2 separate regions of the Canis lupus genome follow, and region 2 is linked to region 1. Evidence: chromatin contacts called from public Hi-C data. All regions are on one chromosome and are shown on one strand. Each heading gives the region's core, a stretch centred on a gene start, on an enhancer-like site or on the middle of the called end of the contact. The rest is flanking DNA. Distances are from core to core; before and after follow the strand shown. Region 1 holds the start of NIT2 (omega-amidase NIT2). Region 2 holds the start of TFG (protein TFG).

Region 1 (4,144 bases), core at 1,006-3,505:
TTTTTTAATTTTTTGTTTATTCATGAGAGATAGGGAGAGAGGGAGGCAGAGACGCAGGCAGAGGGAGAAGCAGGCTTCATGCAGGGAGCCCGACGTGGGACTCGATCCCGGGACTCCAGGATCAGGCCGTGGGCCGAAGGCAGGCGCTCAACCCCTGAGCCACCCGGGGATCCCCTGCTGGTTGAATTTGAACCGATGTCTAGACACGGAAATAGGGATGACTTACCCACCGGAGTTGCTGGCAAAGTACCTCGAATAAAACTAGAACCTGACCAGTCCCCAGCCTAGGGGAGGTCACTCGGGCACCGGGCTTTGCCCCGGGCTTCGGGGGTCCATGTAGTGTGGTGGTTGTAGTCTCGTTCCTTGCCGAGGGTCGGGGGAAAGGGAATGCAGGAACCCGAGGCGCAGCTGCTGCGGTTGTAGGGTGGGGAGTGGGGCGACGGAGGACGGCCAGGGAGTCCTCCAGCCTGTCTCCACCTCTGAGTTCTTTTTGTGCTACAGGTTACGGAAGGTCCTGAGAAGGAAGTGATTTGCCTCCGCATTGATGGCATCGGTGGCGGAGCCAGAACTGGAACCCAGCGACTAGCTTTTCCATTATGCCCAGAAAGTTCTAAAGGAAAGCTCAAAACCAGTTTTCATATTTCTTACTGTTCCTTCTCTAAAAGCCGAGGCACTACCTTCCCTGCACATGATGTGGGGAGCGCAGCGCCCACAGACTCCTGGCCTTGTTTGTCACTCCTGGTTCTCCCACCCCTCGGGTGGCTCGCTCCCCGGTTTCCCAGGCCCTTCTTGGGCTGGGCCTTTCACCGACCCCTCGCAAGGTGTCCTCCATGCTCAGAGCTGTGTCTTAGTTTAAATTGCTGATGACTCAGCCTCCAGCCTGATGTATGAGTTACTGGGCAGCTCCCCCAGGGTGTTCTACTAGCAGGTCCAGCGATGTTTGGTACCCCTGTCAGATACAACTTCGTGCCGGTGACCTTGCAAATCTAAAGGAAATGGGTGACTTTGCAGATTGTAAGTGGCCAATATTGACTCAAGACTTAATAAGCTAATAAGCAGAGTAGAAATTAAAAGGTTAGTATCTTCCTGCTACAAAGCCAGGTCCAGCTAATCTGCTAAACCTTCAAAAAAAATCCATAATTGCTAGGTATTTCCCCCCAGCTTTTTATTATGAAAATTTTATCATTTGAAGCTTTAGAGTTTAAAACTTTTATAAAGTATTAAAACATAAAAATAAATAAAAAGTATTAAAACAGTACTATGAATAGCTATATATTCTCTTAGACATAATAAATCTGCCACATTTGCTCTATATTCACATATTTTCCTTTTATCTACATTTTTAAGCCAGACATTCTGACCTTCACCCCTAAATGCTTCAGCATGCTTCTTCTCAGAGTAAAGACATTGGCATAATCACAAATTCATTAAAGCATCAAATATCTGGTTCATACTTAAATGTCTTTATTCCAAAAATGTCTTTAGGGTATCCTTTTAAAAACTAGATCCACTTTGATAAACTATTCCAGAGCATTAAAAAAAAAAAAAATGGCAAGGAAGAAAAAAAAAGGATAGCAAGCTTTTATCCGTTTTATGATTTTTGATCCCCAAACCTGACAAAAAGGCACAAATACACGAAACACAAAAATCCAAAAGCAATACTGGGCGCCTGGGTGGCTCGATCCGTTAAGCCTCTGCCTCTGGCTCAGGTCAGGATCTCAGGGCCTGGAATCCTGCTCAGGGGGAGCCGGCTTCTCCTGCCTCTGCCCGCCCCTCCACCTGGCCCCACGCGCTCGCTCTCAAATCAAATCTATCTTTAAAAAACCCAAAAAGACACCCTAATAAACGTAAATGCAAAAGTCCTAACAGTATTAGCGTATTTCCGTTAAGAGCACAAGAGCATGAAGTGCCCGCCTTCCCCTCCGCGTGACGCCGCGGCCGGAGCCCCTAACGCTCACCCTCGGGAGCGGGGCCGCCGCGCAGCCCTGGGCGCACGGAGCCCGAGCCCCCGCCCGCAGCCGGTCCCCGCGCAGGCCGCGCTCCACGGGCGGGCGGGGCCAGGGACAGTGGGGTGGGCGGGGCCAGGGGCAGAGGGGGCGGGGCCAGGCGGGGGCGGGGCCAGCGGGGCGGGGCGGGATCAATGGGTCGGGGCCAGCGGCCGGGGCGCGGCGTGCGCGGAAGTGCGGCCCCGCCCCCTCCTGCGCGCGGCCCCGCCCCCTCCTGCGCGCGGCCCCGCCCCCCGTGCGCGGCCCCGCCCCGCGCCGTGCGCCGCGTCGGTCGGTGGGTCTGCGCCGGGCCGGGCCGCGCCGCGCCGCACATGCTGCCCCGCGGGAGAGCGATGGCCAGTGAGTAGCGCGGCCCCGGCCCAGCCGTCGCCTCCGCCGCGTGTCCCCGCCGTGCCGCGGGCCTTCCCGGGCCCCCCGGGGGTTCCGGGCCCCGGGCGGGCCGTCCGCTGCGGCCTCTCGGGGCGCCGGGCTGCAGGGGCGCGACGCCGCCAGTCCGTGGGGAAGCTCCTCGCCGGGGGGCGGCCCGAGCGTCCCGGAGGCCCCGGGCTCCGCGTTAGAAAGCGCGCCCGTGCGGGGCGGGGCGGGGCGGTCGCCGTCGCTCGCTTCACCTCAGGTTGATTTTTGAGCGTGGGTTTTGCAAAGGCATCGGCCGCAGGTATTTGCGGCTTGAACCCCGTCTCGGCGAGTGGAGCGTTTGTGTTCCCGGGTTTGGGTGCGCGTCGCACCCCTCACGCCCAGGGGAGAGCCCGCTCTTCCGAGCGAAAAACCGGGACAGACCGCCTGCCTCTGGCGTTGAGCTCTGAGGTTAGGTTTCGCGCCGCTCCCCGTCCCGCTCCTGGACCGGCCCCGGGGCACGTGCGAGCTCCGCTCGTCCCCAGGCCTTTGCCAGATTCTTCCACGGGAGGCCCCGGACGCCTAGTCTGGAGACCTGGGGCATCGGGGGCTTGCCCAGCGCATGTCAGCAGGTCATTGACTCCCTCGGAACCTCAGTTTCCCGGCCTGTAAAATGGGCCTAGAGGCGGTGGGCCCGGAACAGCCCCTGACGGCCCTGGCTGCCGACGGGCGGGGCGGGGCTGGCGAAGCCCTCGCACAGGCCAGGCCGCGGGAGAGTCGCTGCGCGCCCTTCCTTCCCCAGCCCGTCAGCCTCGCGGGTGGTTTGTTTTGTTTTCTTTTTGCTACTTACTGTCGTGCTCTTTGGGGCGCAGGAGTATTCGTGGGGTGAGAGCAAAACCTCCCGGGGGCCTAGGGGCCCTGCCGGTGACCCCGCACAGGTGCAGCTCGTGGCTGCCCCCCCAGGGGCCCTGCCCGTGACCCCGCACAGGTGACCCCGCACAGGTGCAGCTCGTGGCTGCCCCCCCCAGGGGCCCCGCCCGTGACCCCGCACAGGTGCAGCTCGTGGCTGCCCCCCCAGGGGCCCTGCCGGTGACCCCGCACAGGTGCAGCTCGTGGCTGCCCCCCCAGGGGCCCTGCCCGTGACCCCGCACAGGTGACCCTGCACAGGTGCAGCTCGTGGCTGCCCCCCCCCCAGGGGCCCTGCCGGTGACCCCGCACAGGTGCAGGCCGTGGCTGCCCCCCCCGCCCCCCGGGCCCCCAGCAGCCGGGCAGCACACCGAGTCCCATTCAGAATCGGAGCTTGAGCCCAGGAGCAAACAGTAAGTGCTAACGTCATGTTCAAACTCCGGCTTGTCCTTCGAGCTGCGGGAGAGGCGGGCCCTGCGCCCTCCGCGGAGGCGGGGCGGGGGGGGGGGGGGTGTCCCGGCCTCCGCAGCACTCACACCTGGTGCGGGATAATTGTTTGCGGTGAAGGGCTGCGCCGTGGGCTGCGGCTGGTTAGCGCCCCCGCCCCCGCGGATCCCAACGCCCGCGCGGACCCCATCGCCGCCGTCGGGGCCCGGACCTCCCCCCGGGCGAGGAGCCCCCGGACTCGGCGGCCGGGCCCCGGTAACCCCGGGTCTCTGTTCGCCCGCAGCTTTCCGCCTGGCCCTCATCCAGCTCCAGGTTTCTTCCATCAAATCGGAAAACCTCGCTCGCGCCTGTGGCCTCGTCCGGGAGGCGGCGAGACAAGGAGCCAAAGTAGTTTCCCTGCCGGTGAGTGTGGAGGCGGCGGCGGGCGGCCCGGGTCATCCCTTCTGGAAGGT
Region 2 (4,781 bases), core at 1,770-4,269, 290 kb after region 1:
GTTTCCCCTTATTTCAGGCTAAGGTTCCTCTCCTTGTCTCCTGCCCCAGGATCTATCCTCTTTTTAGAAAGACTGACAGTGGTATAATTTGATGTGGGGAACAAAGGCAGAAGAAAAATTATTAAATTTCCTTACTACCTACAGCCCATCGACAAGTCCTTGAAACAGGCAGAGTGACATTCCTGCAGGGACTCAACCGCCTTGATGCTCATACTTTGCTAAGGGCAGAAGGCAAGCTTAGCCGGATCCCCAGGGCCCTGTAAGCCTACTTTAGCACATAAACATTCCTTTGGAAATTCCCTTTATTTCTACCCCCCAAGACACATCTTGGCGATCACTGCCCAAGCACATGGCCCACTGATATACATCTGAAGGGTCTCATGGCTAAAGTTTTATTAGATGGTAATAAATGACCTTTCCCCAACAGTAGCTACCCTCCTCAAGGTCCTGGAAAAATTGCTTCCAAAATTTGAGACTTACATGATCTCTAACACCTTCCCAACCTCAAAGTATGTAAGGGGCCACTCATAACCCGAGGGCAGCTTTCTGCCCTCGGGTCCTCTTCCCCTGCTTTCATAAGAATTCCCTTGGCTTCAAACCCTAACATCTTTTCCTGCATCATAACTCACTTCCTTCAGGGGATATTTTACCTCCCTCCGTATCTGTGTGCTTTTATCCAATCTCAAACCATCTCAAAGACATTAGAATATTATTACTGGACAATTGCACAATCCCGTAAGTCTGGATTATTCAGTTCTAAATAACAAGTCGTGAAGAACAAAAAACAGCCTTTGGAGAAAGTCAGGAAATTTTTTTTTTTTTTTTCACTCCTTCATTCCTCTGCTCTTCAACCCCTGCAAAGCAATTGCTCAGAGGGCAACACACGCAGCGTTGGAAAATATAATTCAGAGGCAGAGAGCATTCCGAAGTCATATATATTTCACTCTCAAACGGAATTTTTCACTTTTAACTGAAAAAAAAAAAAAAAAAAAAAAAAAAGAAGAAGAAAAAAAGGCACCAGTCTATTCATAGTACTGAAAGAACCTAAGTCGTCTCCCTGGATTCATTTCATTTTGCCCCAAGTCCGCCAGGCAGGACCTGGAGCACCGGAGGCCTCGAGCTCGTCCTGCCTTCCGCTCAGCGCCTGGCGCGAGCCAAGGGTTCCCGGCCACCCTGAGGCCCGCAGAGCCTCCCCAGCGACTCCCAACCCCCTCCGCGACCCAGCCTGGGCTGAGCCGGGGCGCTCCGCAGCAAAACGCCCACCGAAAACGAGCGCTTTAGGGGGTCTCCGGGTGGCGCCGCCTTCGGCCCAGGGCGTGATCCCGGAGACCCGGGATCGAGTCCCGCGTCGGGCTCCCTGCATGGAGCCTGCTTCTCCCTCTGCCTCTCTCTCGCTGTCTCTCATGAATAAATAATTAAAAAAAATAAAATTAAAAAAAAAGATAAATAAAACGAACGCCTTAGATAAGAAGAGAGGAGAGCCCATTGGGCAACGCTGCCTTATTCTCCAAAAAGGCCTCCGCAATTCTTAGCGGCCTTAGTTTTGCACTTTCCCTTTCGCACACGCCCAGGTCCGCCCGGCCCCGCCAACGCTCCAGGAAACTCCTTGCTCTCAAACCCATCATCCCCATCCCCATCATCTTCCCCATCATCCCCATTCCCTTCCCCATCATCATCTCCATCATCCCCATCCCCATCATCCCCGTCCCCTTCCCCATCATCCCCATCATCCCCATCATCTTCCCCATCATCCCCGTCCCCTTCCCCATCATCCCCATTCCCTTCCCCATCCCCATCATCATCTCCATCATCCCCATTCCCATCATCCCCATCCTCCTCATCCCCGTCCCCTTCCCCATCATCCCCATTCCCTTCCCCATCATCATCTCCATCCCCTTCCTCATCATCCCCATCCCCTTCCCCATCATCCCCATTCCCTTCCCCATCCCCATCATCATCTCCATCATCCCCATTCCCATCATCCCCGTCCCCTTCCCCATCATCCCCATCCCCTTCCCCATCATCTTCCCCATCATCCCCGTCCCCTTCCCCATCATCCCCATTCCCTTCCCCATCCCCATCATCATCTCCATCATCCCCATTCCCATCATCCCCGTCCCCTTCCCCATCATCCCCATCCCCTTCCCCATCATCTTCCCCATCATCCCCGTCCCCTTCCCCATCATCCCCATTCCCTTCCCCATCCCCATCATCATCTCCATCATCCCCATTCCCATCATCCCCGTCCCCTTCCCCATCATCCCCATCCCCTTCCCCATCATCTTCCCATCATCCCCGTCCCCATCCCCATCATCCCCATCCCCATCATCTTCCCCATCATCCCCGTCCCCTTCCCCATCATCCCCATTCCCTTCCCCATCCCCATCATCATCTCCATCATCCCCATTCCCATCATCCCCATCCTCATCCCCGTCCCCTTCCCCATCATCCCCATTCCCTTCCCCATCATCATCTCCATCCCCTTCTTCATCATCCCCATTCCCATCATCCCCATCCTCATCATCCCCGTCCCCTTCCCCATCATCCCCATTCCCTTCCCCATCATCATCTCCATCCCCTTCCTCATCATCCCCATCCCCTTCCCCATCATCCCCATCCCCATCCCGGTGCTCGAAGCAGCGTCGCGGTGCCCAGCAAGGAAGGAAGGACGGAGAAACGCATTCGTTTTTTTCAGGACACGACTAAGAGAATGACAATGATCACAAAACCCCCCCAAAACAAAAAAAACCCCACCCCACCCAAATCTGGACAAACGCCCCACTTTGACCCGGGTCCGCGCCCACAAGCGCAACGCACGCCCCACCCACGGGCGAGAGACACGAAAGCCGAGCTTTCAGGAACACCGGAAGTGCCTGGTCACGCCTTGCGCATGCGCGCCCCCGGCCGGCTCCGCCGTCCAGTGAGAAGGCGGAGACTCCGGCCGACGCATGCGCGAGCGCCGTCAGCGCCGCGCCACCGCCGCTGCGCATGCGTGCTGGGTTGGCCGTCGGCCGGGAGGCGGAGCGAAAGGGCAGTTCCCCCCCCTCCGCTCTTGTAGCGCCCGCCCCTCTTCTTCCCCCACCTGCCACGTACTGGGCCGACATCGCGCTAGGCTCGGTGGGTCGGTGCGATTGGCCGGGGCCCGCGCGAGCCGGCTGGTGGGGTGCGGCGGCGCGAGCGGAGGGCAGCCGAGTGGGCCGCGACCGCAGCCTCCGCGCGACGGCCCAGCGCCCCGGCCCGGCCGGCGGACACCCGCGGACAGGCGGCCGCAGCGGCCTCGGCAACCGGTATGGCCGCCGGGGGGGGCCGGGGACGGGGCCGGGGCCGGGGGCGCGGCCGCTCTGGGCGAGGCGGGCGGGAGACGGCGCAGCGCCGGGAGGGCCTCGCTGGAGCCGGCGGCGGCCCGGGGCGGGGGTTCGGGGCGGGGCGGCGGGTGCTGCGCTCCGCGGGGTCGCGGGGTCGCGGTCGCGGTCGGGGTCGCCGTCGGGGTCGGGGTCCGGCAGCCCGTGGACCCCGGAGCGGCCCGGGCGGCCGGCGGCGAGCGCCTCCCCCGCGGGGCCCTGGCGGGGGGCGCCCGGGGGTCACCCGGGGGTCACCCGGGAGGACCTGGCCCCTCAGCCGGGTCGCGGCTTAGCCAGCGCCGTCCGGAGGCCCAGCCCAGTTTTGCAGCGATGCTGCTGCTCTGATAGCGAACTTGTAAGTTTACTTTACCGTGAGCCGCGCCGAGTTATTGTAGATGCACGGTACCGTGTCATCATCACGAAGATCCTTTAAATTAGACGTTCTCATTTTGCACACGATGAAAGTGAGGCTTGGGGAGGTACCTGCCTAAGGTCACGGGTGGGAGTTTTTACCATCTTCCTGGTCCGGCAGGGTTTGTGGCTCCTTGGATTCCTCGGACTCCTCAACGATTGGTTTTGCTTAGAATTTCTTGAAACGGCTCCGCGTGGAGGTGCCCAAGCAGGCCCCTCCGAATTCGAGCGGGCTCTGCCCCCGGGGAGAGGGGAGCTGAGCCTAGACGCGGGTTCAGGGCGCGGGCCTCGTGCGCCTCTGGGCAGGTCGCTTTATTCTTCAGGGCTTAGAAGCGCTGATGCCGTTGGAGGGCCTCGTGGGTCGGTGGCTGTGTCGTTGGTGCACCTCGGAGTGGGGTCCGGACCGGATGGGAGAAGACCGTGCTGTCAGGACCTCACCTGGCAGCTGGGAGTTCATACCTGTTTCTACCTGGCGAGCTGGAGTTTGAGAAAAAACAGACTTGAAGACTGTTCCACAAGGAAATGTGGGAATGGGATTTCCCCAGAAAGGGAAAATTTTGTGGCGTCCTTAGCTTTGTGATGATTGTGTGCGTGTCTTGAGATGGCTGCACAGACTGGGGACAGCTTTATGAAAGAAGCCCTGGTTCCTGGACGCAGGGAGTTTACAGCGCATGGGAAACACCCAGGAGTAAGGGAATTTGCAGGCAAACATGGTGGAAACAAAGTAAAATAGAATAATATTTTCGGATCCATTGGAAATGTACCTTGAACAGTCCCCCTGAAATTAAAAAGACGTACTGTTCATTACATTCAGTATTGGAAATTTTTTTTTTTTAAGATTTTATTTATTTATTCAGAGAGAGAGAGAGGCAGACACACAGGCAGAGGGAGAAGCAGGCTCCATTCAGGGAGCCCGGCGTGGGACTCAATCCCGGGACCCCAGGATCATGCCCTGGGCTGAAGGCAGGTGCTAAACTGCTGAGCCCCTGGGGCTGCCCAGTATTGGAAATTTACTTAGGACTTGGGGGG

The links. Hi-C and Micro-C count contacts between places; a contact is called where the count stands out from the background.
Region 2: a Hi-C map of blood shows a contact between it and region 1, with 2.3 times the contacts expected there. The contact joins the promoter of TFG here to the promoter of NIT2 in region 1. A contact is called at or near these places in 2 of 9 Hi-C or Micro-C datasets (amygdala and blood).

The regions. Positions count from the first base shown.
Region 1 is chr33:7,346,688-7,350,831 of UU_Cfam_GSD_1.0, forward strand. NIT2 (omega-amidase NIT2) reads left to right here and starts at 2,256. Exons shown (of 10, transcript XM_038582601.1): 1 at 2,256-2,345; 2 at 3,976-4,094. The coding sequence starts at 2,318.
Region 2 is chr33:7,639,301-7,644,081 of UU_Cfam_GSD_1.0, forward strand. It overlaps TFG (protein TFG), which reads left to right and starts at 3,020. Exons shown (of 8, transcript XM_038582669.1): 1 at 3,020-3,117. It overlaps LOC119867315 (a long non-coding RNA gene), which reads right to left and starts at 4,175. Exons shown (of 4, transcript XR_005383210.1): 1 at 3,712-4,175.